3 separate regions of the Mus musculus genome follow, and all the other regions are linked to region 2. A link is a contact called in public HiChIP or PLAC-seq data. All regions are on one chromosome and are shown on one strand. Each heading gives the region's core, a stretch centred on a gene start, on an enhancer-like site or on the middle of the called end of the contact. The rest is flanking DNA. Distances are from core to core; before and after follow the strand shown.

Region 1 (4,365 bases), core at 1,839-4,338, 270 kb after region 2:
GTTGATGTTCCAAATGGAAGGGGCCTGCGGGCTAGTCTTCCTGAGGAACTAAAGTCCAGGGTTAGCACCACAGGGTGGGAATGAAAGGACTGAGGACAAAGAAGGAAAAGAAGTCACTTTGACTCAAGAGAGAGGAAGCAGAAATTCTTCAACCCTTCTCCTGAAAGGAATAAAACCCGCGACTCTGAAGAACGGGGTATTTTTATCATTTCTCGAACTATATAAACCTTCCGAGTATGTTGTGATAACAACGATTCTCTAGATGGGAATGTTACCACTTGGCTTTTCAGGTCACCTGTGAGCCCACAGTAGACCACGTTTTGTGACGACTTTCTGAGCATTAGGAAGAGCCCCCAGCTCTGATCCTAAAAGTCTGCTTCACCCACTGAGAGTGTTGTAAGTGAAGACTCCGTGTCGGATTATCGCAGGCAGAATACATCAACCTAAATGCACAGGAACAGCTGAAGGAAATATAAAAAACAAGCCCGAGAACACAAGGAAGGAGTTTTGAACAGCAGCAGCCATGCCTATCAAAGGTGACCGTACTTTATTTTTTCCTAATTCTTTAGGCACTTGTGCTGGCCGGTCTTATGTCAACCTGACACACAAGGTATAGTCATCTGAAAGAGGAAACCTCAGTTGAGAAAATGCCTCCAAAAGGCATCTTCTTAATTAGTGATGGATTGCAGCCCATTGTGGGTGGTGCCTTCCCTGGGCTAGTGGTCCTGGGTTCTATAAGAAAGTAGGCTGAGCAAGCCAGGGGGAGCAAGCCAGTAAGCAGCACCCCTCCATGGCCTCTGCATCAGTTCCTGCCTCCAAGTTCCTGCCCTGTTTGAGTGCCTGTCCTGACTTCCTTCAATGTTGAACAGCAATGTGGAAGTGCACATCAAATGGACCCTTCTCTCTCCAACTTGCTTTCTAGCCATGGTGGTTTTATTGAAGCAATAGAAACCTTAACTAAGACAGTACTCTAGGCCAGTTGATTCAAGGTGTTAAGTTCTCCCCACAGTTCCCCATGATGAGGGAAGTTTCTGAGACCCGGCTGACCAGCCCTAGGCAGAGCCCTGGAGTGTAGAGAACAGGTGGCTTCTGGGTAATAGAAGCACCTAACCTCAGGAAGGAGTTTTTATGAACCCTCTCACATCATTTATCCAGTGACAAACACATATTGCTACCATATTTTTTCCAACTGACAATTCTTTAAAAAAAAAAAAGTTATTACTCCATCCATTTTCTTGTTCTCAGAACTTTCCCCTTCTCCTGAATAGATCAAAGCTACATGAAAAGTGTTCAGTAAAGGACTATGCAAACACTGCTTGTTTAAAAGGATCAAGCCTCGCCCATAACAATGAACAACACCCTAGCATCCAGGTAAGCAGCTGTGGAAAGCCAGGGGAGAAGTTGGACAATTGCCTATTATCAATATGGCCGGTATGTTCTGAAGACCAGGAAAGTGCTGAAGCCTCTGGTGGGTATGGAAACGAGCTTCAGGGTTTCACACCCACGTTTGCTTTTTATTTGAAGATATTTTATTAAGAGCAAAGGTTTTTCACATCATTGTTTATAAACCCTTAGTAGTCAACAGAGAAACAAACAAACAAAAAACATCTTTAGGGAACTTTTGACAAACATTTAAAGACATTTTCATTGAGAGGGCTGGAGAGATGGCTCAGTGGTTAAGAGCACTGGCTGCTCTTCCACGGGACCCTGGTTTAATTCCAGCAACCATATCGCAGTTCACAGTTGCTTTATAACTCGAGTTGCAGGATATCTAACATCCTCATCTGACCACATATGTGGTGTACAGATATATATGCAGACAAAACATTAATAAATATTAAATAAAATATACTTTGTAATTTAAAAACTATATAGAAGTAGATATAGGTAGATATGTAGTTCGGCTGCGGCTGGTGAGATGGGTCATCAGGTAAAGATGCCCACTGTCGAGCCTGAAGACCTCAATTGGATTCTTGGGACTCACATGGTGTAAGGAAAGAACCAACTTCCAGAAGTCAGTCTCCCGCTTCTTTTGTTTTGTTTTGTTTTTTGTTTTGGGGTTTTTTTTAAATGGTTTTTTTGAGACAGGGTTTCACTGTATAGCCCTGGCTATCCTGGAACTCACTTTGTAGACCAGGCTGGCCTTGAACTCAGAAATCCGCCTGCCTCTGCCCCCCCTGCCCCCCCCCCCCCCCCGCGTGCTGGGATTAAAGGCGTGCACCACCACACCCAGCCAGTCTTCCACTTCTTTACTCTAGCCATGAAACCTGTGTGTTCATACACATACACACACACACACACACAGAGACACACATAAATGTTTCTCTTTTAGGCTTTTTTTGAGACAGTTTTGTAAATCTGAACTTACATGTTTGGCCATTTTAGGTCACTATGAATTATAATTCAGGTGATATATATATATATATATATGTATGTATATGTATATATATATATACACACACACAGGTGACTGTATTCATACATAGGTGAATGTGTGTGTGTATGTATGTATATGTGTGTGTGTATATATGTGTGTGTGTGTATGTGTATGTGTGTGTATATGTATATATATGTATATATATATACATATACATATATATATGATTATATACATATATATATATATATATAATTCACTATGAGAAACACTAACATTAAAGATACCAGTCACTTCCACACTGATCAGTAAAATCAAGTTTTTAATTTCTGACCTTAACTCTGACTCACAGTTCTTTAAGCGACTCTAATGTCTGGGTAACTTTTTCCCAGAGATCACTGTGCTGAAGGCTTAGTTGTTGGTTTGACACCTTAGAAAGTAGTGGAAACTTCTAGGAGGCGGGGTCCAACAGAAGTTTAGGTCATTGTAGGAGCACTGTAAAAGGAGATAGCCTGTCTTCCTCTCCCTTTGCTCTCTGTCTGCCGCGGTCACAGTGATTAAGGACCCATTAAGGACACTATTTTCTTCTGGTCAAAAGCATGAAGTCACTGGTTTGGGTGGAGACATTCCAATTGAACAGGTCAGAGATGTGGCTAAGGGACCACCCTTCAAGAAGGACGTTATCACCCAAAAAAGGCAGGCTCCCTTAGGCCATGCTAAAGAGATGGGCAGAATGATTGGCTCTTTAATGACATAATACACATTCCCTTCCCAGAATGCCTGCCTCCAGTGCAGTCCTGCAGGCTCCCCTCGAAGCCCTGACTCAGAAAGATCTAACTTCTTGTTCTTTTCTGTCTCTTTCTTTAGGATGCTTTCTTCCTGTTATTTGGGCTTCTTCTGTCTTGCCTGAAACTCCCCTTTCTGTCATGGGGCTAACCTCCAGGCCAGCGTAAAGCAGAAGGCATGATGGGTATTTTTCCTTCTCTTGTCTATCCTCCTCCCCTGGGAGGCTGCCAAGGTTTGCAGCTTGCCTGCCCTCGGTGTTGTTCTCTTAAACTCTAATTACCCTTAAGTGTCTATTTGAGTCTGTTCTTAAATTCTTTTATTAGTGAGACTAAGGACCCTACCAGGGGACCCTGATATTTACCAGTATCATATGACAACTCCACTGGAACTCCCCAAACATTTCAGCTAACACCATGAAGCAAGCAGCTTCCTCTAGCATCCTGATGTGTTACCTCAACCGTGTGTCCAAAACACAACACAGACAGCCAGTCATGGACCAAAACCATGATGGACCAAAGCAATTATGAAACAAAAGTAATTTTTGTTTATTTACCTCGTGTGTTTGTTATAGTAACGAAAGTTGACTAACAAAATGGGCAAATGGCTTGTCCTCTTGATCTTTGAATTTTTAAAAACAGATTTATTATTTTTTTAATGTGGTGCACACTCATGCATGCATGTGTGTGCCATGTATGCTGCTACCTACAGAAGCTAGAAAGTACCAGCGTCCCTGGATCTGGAGTTACAGTAAGTCGTGAGCCATCGAACCTGAGTGTCAGGAATTGAACTTGGGGCCTCTGAAAAAGACAGGAAGTGCTCTTGACTGCTGAGCCTTCTCTATCCCCAGTCATGGCTTTTTTTTTTCTTTCTTTCTTTCTTTTTTTTATAGCACTTATGTGTGTGCACGATTAGGTGTGTGGTGCGGAGGCTGTGACACTTGTGTGGACTTCAGAGGACAACTGGGTGAAGTCACTTCTTTCCCATCTTTATGCTGTTTCCAGGACCAAACTGACGTCTTCAAGCTTGCTTACACAGCATGTTCTTTTTACACACTGGGCCATCTTGCAGGCCTGATTTTGGATTCTAAATATATTAACTTGGAATTTTAAGGGTTTTCTTTTTCTACTATGCACAGGTCAATGTTCCTCCTTAGAAACAAGCTGCTAATGGAATCAGGATAGCTAGGGAGAGAGCTTTCAAAC
Region 2 (4,204 bases), core at 512-3,011:
TGAGAAATTCGTCTTGGTTTTTCTTTTGATGTAGTATTTTATAATTAGTTAATAAAAATGTCAAGACATGGTTAACCTCTGCGTCCAGCATTCGAGAAGTTGAGGCAAGAGGATCACGTATTGAGGGCCAGCCTGGTGTAATTGCCATATCTCACGAATCAATCAAAATCCTTGGGCTGCAGACGCAGCCGTGTGGCAGTTCCAAAAACAGGTATCAAAAGAGAGAGGAGAAGCCGAGGGTCCGGGTACCTGCTTCAGAGTGTGTTATAATCATTTCCCTCCACTGGACCCTGCATCTCCTGGCTCCCTGTGGCCTCTCTGGTGAACACGAAACAGCAAACAGACCACCAAGAACGCCAACCGCAGTCCTCCACAGGGAAACCCTGGAACGCAACCCTGAGCTTGGCGCAAGTATGGTCCCTCCTGTTTTCAAGAGGGAATGAAAGGACAGAGTGAGAACCTGCCCTTCATAACACAGCCGGCATGACTCAGTCTTTGGCCCTAACATGCCAGCAAGTCAATGCAGCGTAATTTCAGCTCCCAGTGGCTCTCCTGGCAGACGCCTTCCTCCTGACGAGCCTCCTTTTCTTACCCATTCAATACACCTTCTGTTTCCCTTTTTCCCTCCGCAGCCTGGGGATTCTTGGGAAAGCCTACATCAGAATCTGATGAATAAGTTACCTTTCTACTTCTTAAAAAGAGCAAATGAAACCGGATGTGGTGGCATACGCCTTTAATCCCAGCACTTGGGAGGCAGAGGCAGGCAGATTTCTGAGTTCGAGGCCAGCCTGGTGTACAGAGTGAGTTCCAGGACAGCCAGGGCTATACAGAGAAACCCTGTCTCGAAAAAACAAAACAAAAACCAAAACAAAACAAAAAAATCAGCAAATGAGCAAGAATACAATTCCTCTTAGGTGGCTGAGGCCTGGGATTCTCATGGCTGGGGAGCACAGCCAGAAAAAACACCAGAGTCGTCCCGTCCCATCCCCCTCCCGTCCCGTCCCCCCACCCCCACCCCACCCCACCCCCGCCCCACATCGCGGAAGATCGTTCAGCATCCAAATGCGTCTCCACCTCTGGACCCCCTTTCCAGAACTATGAAATGGTTTCCTTATAAACATGAGGGGGAAATATCGCTTGCCTTTTTACTTTCTTTACTAAAAAAATTACTTTCAGAGAGTCAAGCAGTCATGCCCAAGGGGACTCAGACCCTACAGCTACCCAGAAACGAGTACGAATCAGTCACTCATTGATCATCTCAGTCACGTGTGGCAGGTTCTTTGATTCCTCTGGCCCTTGCTCTGCTGTGTTGCAAAGCCAGGCAGTTGGAAACCAGCATTTAGGGTATGTTAATTAGATGAGGAATTGCCTTCAAAACCACACAGCTCAGTGACTGGCACAAAGCACGCCGTTTACGAAGTCATGTTGATAGTTTTCAAAGTTAACTGCGCCAGTTCAAACGCTCCCAAAACAAGCGACACTTCCAGATGATGAGATGGACCACAATTCTTTTACCCATAGAAAAGTTCTATCCTTACACACTCCGGCTATGGATTTATAGATGAAGGATAATGTATTAAAGCGATCCTAGTCTAGCTTACATGTAAATGCTCATAAATTTCCTCCCCAGGGGAGACAGTCAAGCTGTCCATTAAGACAAATTTCCCAATCCCCAAATCACAAAGAGTGAAACAAAGGATTCCGCCCCATCCTGTTCCTGCATGTGTGTGACTCATCCTTAGCTCAAAAAACGGCACACAGGAACTGAGGGCTCGCTTTACCACCAGGTTGCTCAGAGCTGTGAGGCAGAACACTCCGTGGCTGTTATGTCCTTCCTTAATGGACGAAGTCCCATTTTTGCAGGTGTGCTTTTTTTTTTCAATATGTAAGACTGAGAGCAGGGAGGGCTGCCCTGTGGGAACACAACAAAGCCTAAGTTAAGAAAACACATTCTCTTGGATTTGTTTTTTCTTTTCTTTTTTTTTTTTTTTTTTTTTTTTATCTCTCAGAACACAGGACTGTCTTCCAGCTGCACAAGAGAAAGCAAGATCACAAAGCCAAAACCATCAGGAAAATGATTGTGACACCTGAGAAGGACAGGTGTGCTTTTCAGGAAGCCTCAGAGGCCCAAGCTTTGTGTCCAACCCGGATGTGGCTGATCCACAGGGTTCCCTGCCTTCGAGTCCTGATAGACTCTCCATAGTGTTTGTGGGAAGATAACACCCCCATTGCATCGGACAGTTGTCCCTGCGCTGCTTAGCAGCGGGGATTCTCCGATTTCACTAACAAATGTGCAGACCTTGGGGCAAATGCAAGGAAATCACTAGCCGGTGTCTGAAACTTAAGCCTCCCAGTTCTCCATTCAGCCAACGGAGAGGGACGGCTCCAGACCTCACCTCTCTCCAGCCTCCAGAACGCCACAACCCCCACCCAGTACGTTTCAGTGTGTAAGTAATTCTGCTCCCAGCTGGACAATGACTGTGAGGAATTGTCCCCACCATAGCTGTTCCATAGAAACAATGAGTTCAGTGTAAATTCGTATTCAAATTGTACACCCCCATGCTTATCTCCAAGTCGTCCTCTTGTCTAGGGCAAGACTTGAGAAGGCCTCAAAGTGATCATCACGTGAGGACTGGTGGCACAAAGGAATGTTTCCCATTGTTTTTTAGTTTGCATTGAATTGGACTTCCCTTCTTTGAGATTAAAAACAAAAGAAAAAAGACCCCAGATCACAGTCATGTGACCCAGGGACAGCATTAAAGGAAGGACTGGATTTGTGGGTAAAATTCTGTTCTTTGCTTGTTCCTTCATGGAATTTCTTCCTGCTTTCAGCAGCAGCGGACTTTCATGTTTCTGTTTCTGTTTTGTTTTATTTTGTTTGCCCACTCCTGGACTATTTGCAGCCCTATGCCCTCTTTAGTCAGGGCTGAGCTGAGCTGAGCTCCAATCTTTTAACCGTTGCCCAGAAGCTATGTGCTCCATCCACTTAATCAGTTCACTTGATTTTTTTTTTTAGATTTATTTATTATTTTTATGTACGTACACTGTAACTGTCTTCAGACACACCAGTAGAGGCTGTCAGATGTCATTACAGATGGTTGTAAACCATCATGTGTGATTGCTGGGATTTGAACTCAAGACCTTCATAAGGACAACCAGTGCTCTTAACCACTGAACCATCTCTCCAGCCCCCCAGTTCACTTGATTTTGACTTGATCCAGCATGCCTTCCTCTCTTAAACACATGGCTCCAAAACTGGGGCTGAGCCCTTCAAGGCCCCCTGGGTAGGCCAGGCCACCCTGGGTGGCTTGTGATCCAATGTGCCCAGCATAAAGACACTGTGGGATTCTCTAACTGCACTGAAGCATACAGCAATACGTAGCCTTTATCAGGGCCTTAGGGGTGGCACAGAAACAAAGTGAACCATTTGGACACTAGGCGCCCCTGGGTTCAGACCACGGCTTCTCTATTTACTGTGTAAATAATTCAATGCAAGATCTTTAACCCAGCTCAGTCTTTTTGAAATGTCCTGAGGAAAATATTACATACACCACGGACTTTTTGTAAGCACTAGTTAACATAAGTCAATGTTGTATCTGTTTATTTGTATATAAATATTTACACACATACATATACACATACACCCTTATGTGTACCACACCTACATACACATATACACCTTTATGTGTACCACACACACACATATATATACACACATACATACATACACGCATACGTACAAATACACACCCTTATGTACCACACATACATGCACACACACACATACACATATACACTCTTATGTGTATCACATACACATATATACATACGTACCACACCTACATACACACCCTCATGTGTACCACATACACACATATACATACATACATACATACACGCATACGTACAAATACACACCCTATGTACCACACATACATACTTACACACACATATACACCTTTATGTGTATCACACACACATATATACATACATACACACACATACACACCCTTATGTGTACCACACATACATACACACCCTCATGTGTACCACATACACACATACATACACACACATACACACATATACACACACAACCTCATGTGCAACACACACACACACACACACACACACACACACACACACACATCCTTATGCATAAACAGTAGGTTCCATATGTTCACCAGTCCAAAGTCTTGAATTA
Region 3 (4,059 bases), core at 418-2,917, 300 kb after region 2:
TATGTAACTCTACTTGCAGCCTAGAAACTGCAGCACGTAGGAGGACCACTGTAAGTGTCATGCAGTGTCATGCTTGGACCACTGCAGCGTCAGGCTTGGGCCACTGCAGTGCCATGCTTGGACCACTGCAGTGTCAGGCTTGGACCACTGCATTGTCATGCTTGGACCACTGCAGTGTCATGTTTGGACCACTGCATTGTCATGCTTGGGCCACTGCAGTGTCAGGCTTGGACCACTGCAGTGTCAGGCTTGGACCACTGCAGTGTCAGGTTTGGACCACTTCAGTGTCATGCTTGGACCACTGCAGTGTCAGGCTTGGACCACTGCATTGGCATGCTTGGACCACTGCAGTGTCAGGCTTGGACCACTGCAGTGTCAGGCTTGGACCACTGCAGTGTCAGGTTTGGACCACTGCATTGGCATGCTTGGACCACTGCAAGTGTCTTGCTTACTTCACCTCCACAGTGTTATCATTCTAAATGTATGTTTTAGCAGAAGTGCTCTTAGTTCACGACTGGAGACATGGGTTAGCAGTTCTGTGCAATTCTGAGAAGAAGAAAGACTACTACACACACACAGAGCTAGCCCCGTGTCCCCTGTGGTCATTACTTAACACAAATGAATTACACGGTGCCATGTGCAGAAGATAAAGGTGATACTGCCCTGAAAGTAATTAACCAGCACACAGACATAATCACAAAAGCAAGGGAGTGGCTACCACAGATAGGGGTACCCCAAGGAGTGGCAAGGGCGTTGTCTGGAAGGCAAACAAAGGAGGGGCTTCTGGGCTGGACCTGTTTCATTTCTTGATGGAGGGTGTTTGGTTGATAATTATTTCTTATACTGTGCACTTAGTTTTCTGTTTGTATATAAAGGCAAAAACAAAACAGTGACCTCCCTTCATTGAGGAAACAACACCTTGATAGGGACCTCAGTGTGAAGTACAATTGTCATCTTCCTTAGCTGATGTCTGCTGTCGCCATATGCTGTCCTTCTGGAAGGCGGATTTTTTTTTTCTTGAGGATCCATGACTACACTTCTCTGAATAGTTTAGTCTAAATGACATGAGAGCATATTTTTATTTTGTGTGTGTATATGTATATGTGTTCATGTTCATGTGTCTCCATATGTGCACATGTGTCAAAGCCAAGTCATCTTCATGAGTCATTCCTCACACGCATTCCACCATATTGTTGCTGTTTTCTAGCATTTATTTTATTTTTTTTATGTTTTGTTTTGTTTTTTGTTTTTGAGACAGGCTTCTCTGTATAATCCTGACTGTCCTGGAACTTGATCTATAGGCCATGCTAGCCTTGGATTCAGAGATCCATCTGCCTCTGCCTCTGTCCCCTATCCCAATTGCTGGGATTAAAAGCATACACCACCAATGCCCGGTGATTTTTAGTTATGTGGGCGTGTATCTCTGTGTGGGTATGTTCATATGTAGGTAGGTACCTAGAGAGACCAGGCTAGGGTGTCAGATAATCTCTAACTGAAGTTACAGTCAATTATGAGCCATCCCAGGTCAGTGCTCGGAACTGAACTTACATCATCTGCAAGAGAAGTACTTACTCAGAACCACTCAGCTGTCTCTCCAGCCCCATCCTGTTTTATGAGACCAAGTTTTTCATTGGCCTGTAGTTTACAGATTAGAGTAGGCTGGTTGGCCAGCAACCCCAGGGAATCTCTCTTTCTCTATCTCTTGGCACTGAGATTACAAGTATCAGCCAGGCAGCACATCTAGCCTTTTGTTTGTTTGTTTTTGTTTTTAGAGACAGGGTTTCTCTGTATAGTCCTGGCTGTCCTGGAACTCACGTTGGAGATCAGGCTGGCCTTGAACTCGGAGATCCAGCTCTCTGCCTCCCGAGAGCTGGGATCAAAGGCGTGCATCTCCACCATCACCCAAACCACATCTGGCTTTTTCATGTAGGTTCTGGGGATTTGAACCCAAGCCATCATACTTATGCAACATGCACTTAACCCACTGAGCTATTCCTCTAGCCCCTGGAAAATGTATTAATATAAGAGCACATTTGAGGTCTATTTTAAGTGTCTGCCAATTCTGGAGTCAGAATTCAAGGAGACCACAAAAGATGATAATGTTATCCAAGCAAACAGGACAAAGAAAGAGGGCACAGATGGGCTTATAACACCACAGGAGGAAAATACAAAAATTGTAAGGGCTCTTAAGAACTCTGTTCTTCTAACGGAGAGGGGGCATAGCAGCGCCTTGGGGTTCATGTAAAGGAGCCCCCACCCCAGTCCCATACTTGGCATCCGAGTGACTCATCCAGAAAGCTATCCACTGCGTGCAGCAAAGAGGAAATGAATCATAGGAGTTTCTGACCTTTGCCCTTGTCATTCTTCATGGCAGTGGGGGCTGGGAGGGGGAACCACCCACAGACCGGCTCACAGTGCTGGAGAAGAGGCAGGTCAAACAAGGCACACACAGAAATGATGCAAATGCATTGGCTGGGAGAGCTGGAGACTCGGGTCAGGAGAGACAAGCTCAGCAAATACAGACAGTCATTCTATGATACAGAGAGCAGAGCCTATGCGTTGGCACGGATGGCAGTTAGCAGTGCCCAGTGGTGTCTTGTGCAGTCATGTGAACTTCTCACACTCCTAGCCGGGGTGGGAATGGGGGCAGCACAGAGGAGAACCATGACCTTTGAATTCCCATCTTACATCTGGCATTTAGAGAATTTGCTTGGCTTGCTTAGAGGAAGTCCACTGAGCTCCCGCCAGTGTGCAAGTGGGAAGGCATCTGTGATTCAGAGATTCAAAAGATGGAATCCCAGAGCCTTGCCTCGGGAAAGGCAGTGAGCTTCCAGTACCAGGCTGGCGCATCAATGGCATCTCAAGAGGAATCGAACACGTGTAGGGGTGGTTGAAGTTTGAAATAAAAGCAGAATGGGGTCCTTCCCCGATGCTAATAGGAAAGCAAAATACAGTTCTCTCAAAGAACATAGACAGAGCCAAGAGTAAAAGGGCAGTGAAGGCCACAAGGCAGAGCTTTAAATTGCCATCTAACTGTGTGCTTCTCGATGCCTGCATTTGAATCTATTTGAGCTCAGTGTGTGGAGGTGAGAGTGTGCAACTTCTCTGCTCACACTTCAGCTTAGAAAATGGTTAGCTACGTGTCTGAAAAGTACTTCCTCGGGCCAAGGTAGGTTTTTAATGTAATCTCTCTCCTCATCTGGGTCTACAGATGGTAGCTCAGCTTGCTAGACTCATTATGAAAAGAAGACACGGTCCCTCAAAGCAGCACACTTCACTAGGAAAAAATACTCCTCATAATTACAGAAGTGGGAGTCGGGGGTGTTCATGAAACCTGCAGCTCGGTTCACGGCCTTCTGTGCTTGGTGCAGAGGCACTGTATAGTGGATGATGCTCTGACCATTTCTCAAAAAGGAAGCCTGGGATTGATCCTCGATGCATCCCTCTCTCCCATCCGAACTGCCCACTAAATACTTCCACATTCCTTCTCCTTGCTCCCCCCAACAGCAGTTGGCTTGCTTAAGTGACAAAGAGGAGACAGTTTGTTCCAGTCAGGCAGGCAGCGTCTATTGCTTCTTCGCCTTCAGCATTTATCACTGGTAATGGAAGTTCCTCAGGCTCCTGTCATGGTACAGAGTTGCAGCAACCAGGGAGCCTCAGGGGCTCCTAACTTCTCAGAGACTCGACTCAGGCAGACCCAAGACCCATGACTGTAATGCAGAAAAGAATCCAGGCCGGGTGGTGGTGGCGCACGCGTTTAATCCCAGCACTCAGGAGGCAGAGGCAGGTAGATTTCTGAGTTCGAGGCCAACCTGGTCTACAAAGTGAGTTCCAGGACAGCCAGAGCTACACAGAGAAACCCTGTCTCGAACCCCCCCCCCCAAAAAAAAATTAACAAAAAAACTTAATATGGACATCAAATACTAGGTCTAGAATGTTTTCAGCCTCTGAGACTTACTGCCAAATAAGCTCACACTTTCAAGGTTTTTTGTTGTTGTTGTTTTTTGTTTTTTCTGAACTCTGGCTAGCTGACCAACTCCTCTGTTCTGGCTCAAACTC

What was found. HiChIP or PLAC-seq counts read pairs in DNA pulled down with a chosen protein or histone mark.
Region 1: a contact with region 2 is called in an SMC1A HiChIP or PLAC-seq map of the NIH/3T3 cell line, with 3 times the contacts expected there. The contact joins two enhancer-like sites. A contact is called at or near these places in 2 of 15 datasets of contacts at CTCF or cohesin (both in the NIH/3T3 cell line), 3 of 484 Hi-C or Micro-C datasets (the N1E-115 cell line, liver and nephron progenitors) and 6 of 115 datasets of contacts at active chromatin or transcription factors (embryonic basal ganglia, embryonic stem cells, extraembryonic endoderm stem cells and 1 more).
Region 3: a contact with region 2 is called in an H3K27ac HiChIP or PLAC-seq map of trophoblast stem cells, with 4 times the contacts expected there. The contact joins two enhancer-like sites. A contact is called at or near these places in 1 of 15 datasets of contacts at CTCF or cohesin (the NIH/3T3 cell line), 2 of 484 Hi-C or Micro-C datasets (bone marrow-derived macrophages and extraembryonic ectoderm) and 4 of 115 datasets of contacts at active chromatin or transcription factors (differentiating embryonic stem cells, extraembryonic endoderm stem cells, stem cell-derived neural progenitor cells and 1 more).

The regions. Positions count from the first base shown.
Region 1 is chr10:111,569,709-111,574,073 of GRCm38.p6, reverse strand. Gm30193 (a long non-coding RNA gene) reads left to right here and starts at 318. Exons shown (of 3, transcript XR_380791.3): 1 at 318-536; 2 at 1,269-1,371; 3 at 4,053-4,194. Within about 2 kb of position 3,088, at least 21 of the 459 cell types and tissues checked have an H3K27ac peak or open chromatin away from gene starts, as enhancers often do. A contact at or near this core is called in the NIH/3T3 cell line, where this site is marked.
Region 2 is chr10:111,840,633-111,844,836 of GRCm38.p6, reverse strand. No RefSeq gene overlaps it. Among named protein-coding and RNA genes, the nearest start is that of Gm20758, 32 kb to the left of the region's middle. Within about 2 kb of position 1,761, at least 52 of the 459 cell types and tissues checked have an H3K27ac peak or open chromatin away from gene starts, as enhancers often do. A contact at or near this core is called in the NIH/3T3 cell line, extraembryonic ectoderm and trophoblast stem cells, where this site is marked.
Region 3 is chr10:111,542,454-111,546,512 of GRCm38.p6, reverse strand. No RefSeq gene overlaps it. Among named protein-coding and RNA genes, the nearest start is that of Gm30193, 29 kb to the left of the region's middle. Within about 2 kb of position 1,667, at least 144 of the 459 cell types and tissues checked have an H3K27ac peak or open chromatin away from gene starts, as enhancers often do. A contact at or near this core is called in the NIH/3T3 cell line, extraembryonic ectoderm and trophoblast stem cells, where this site is marked.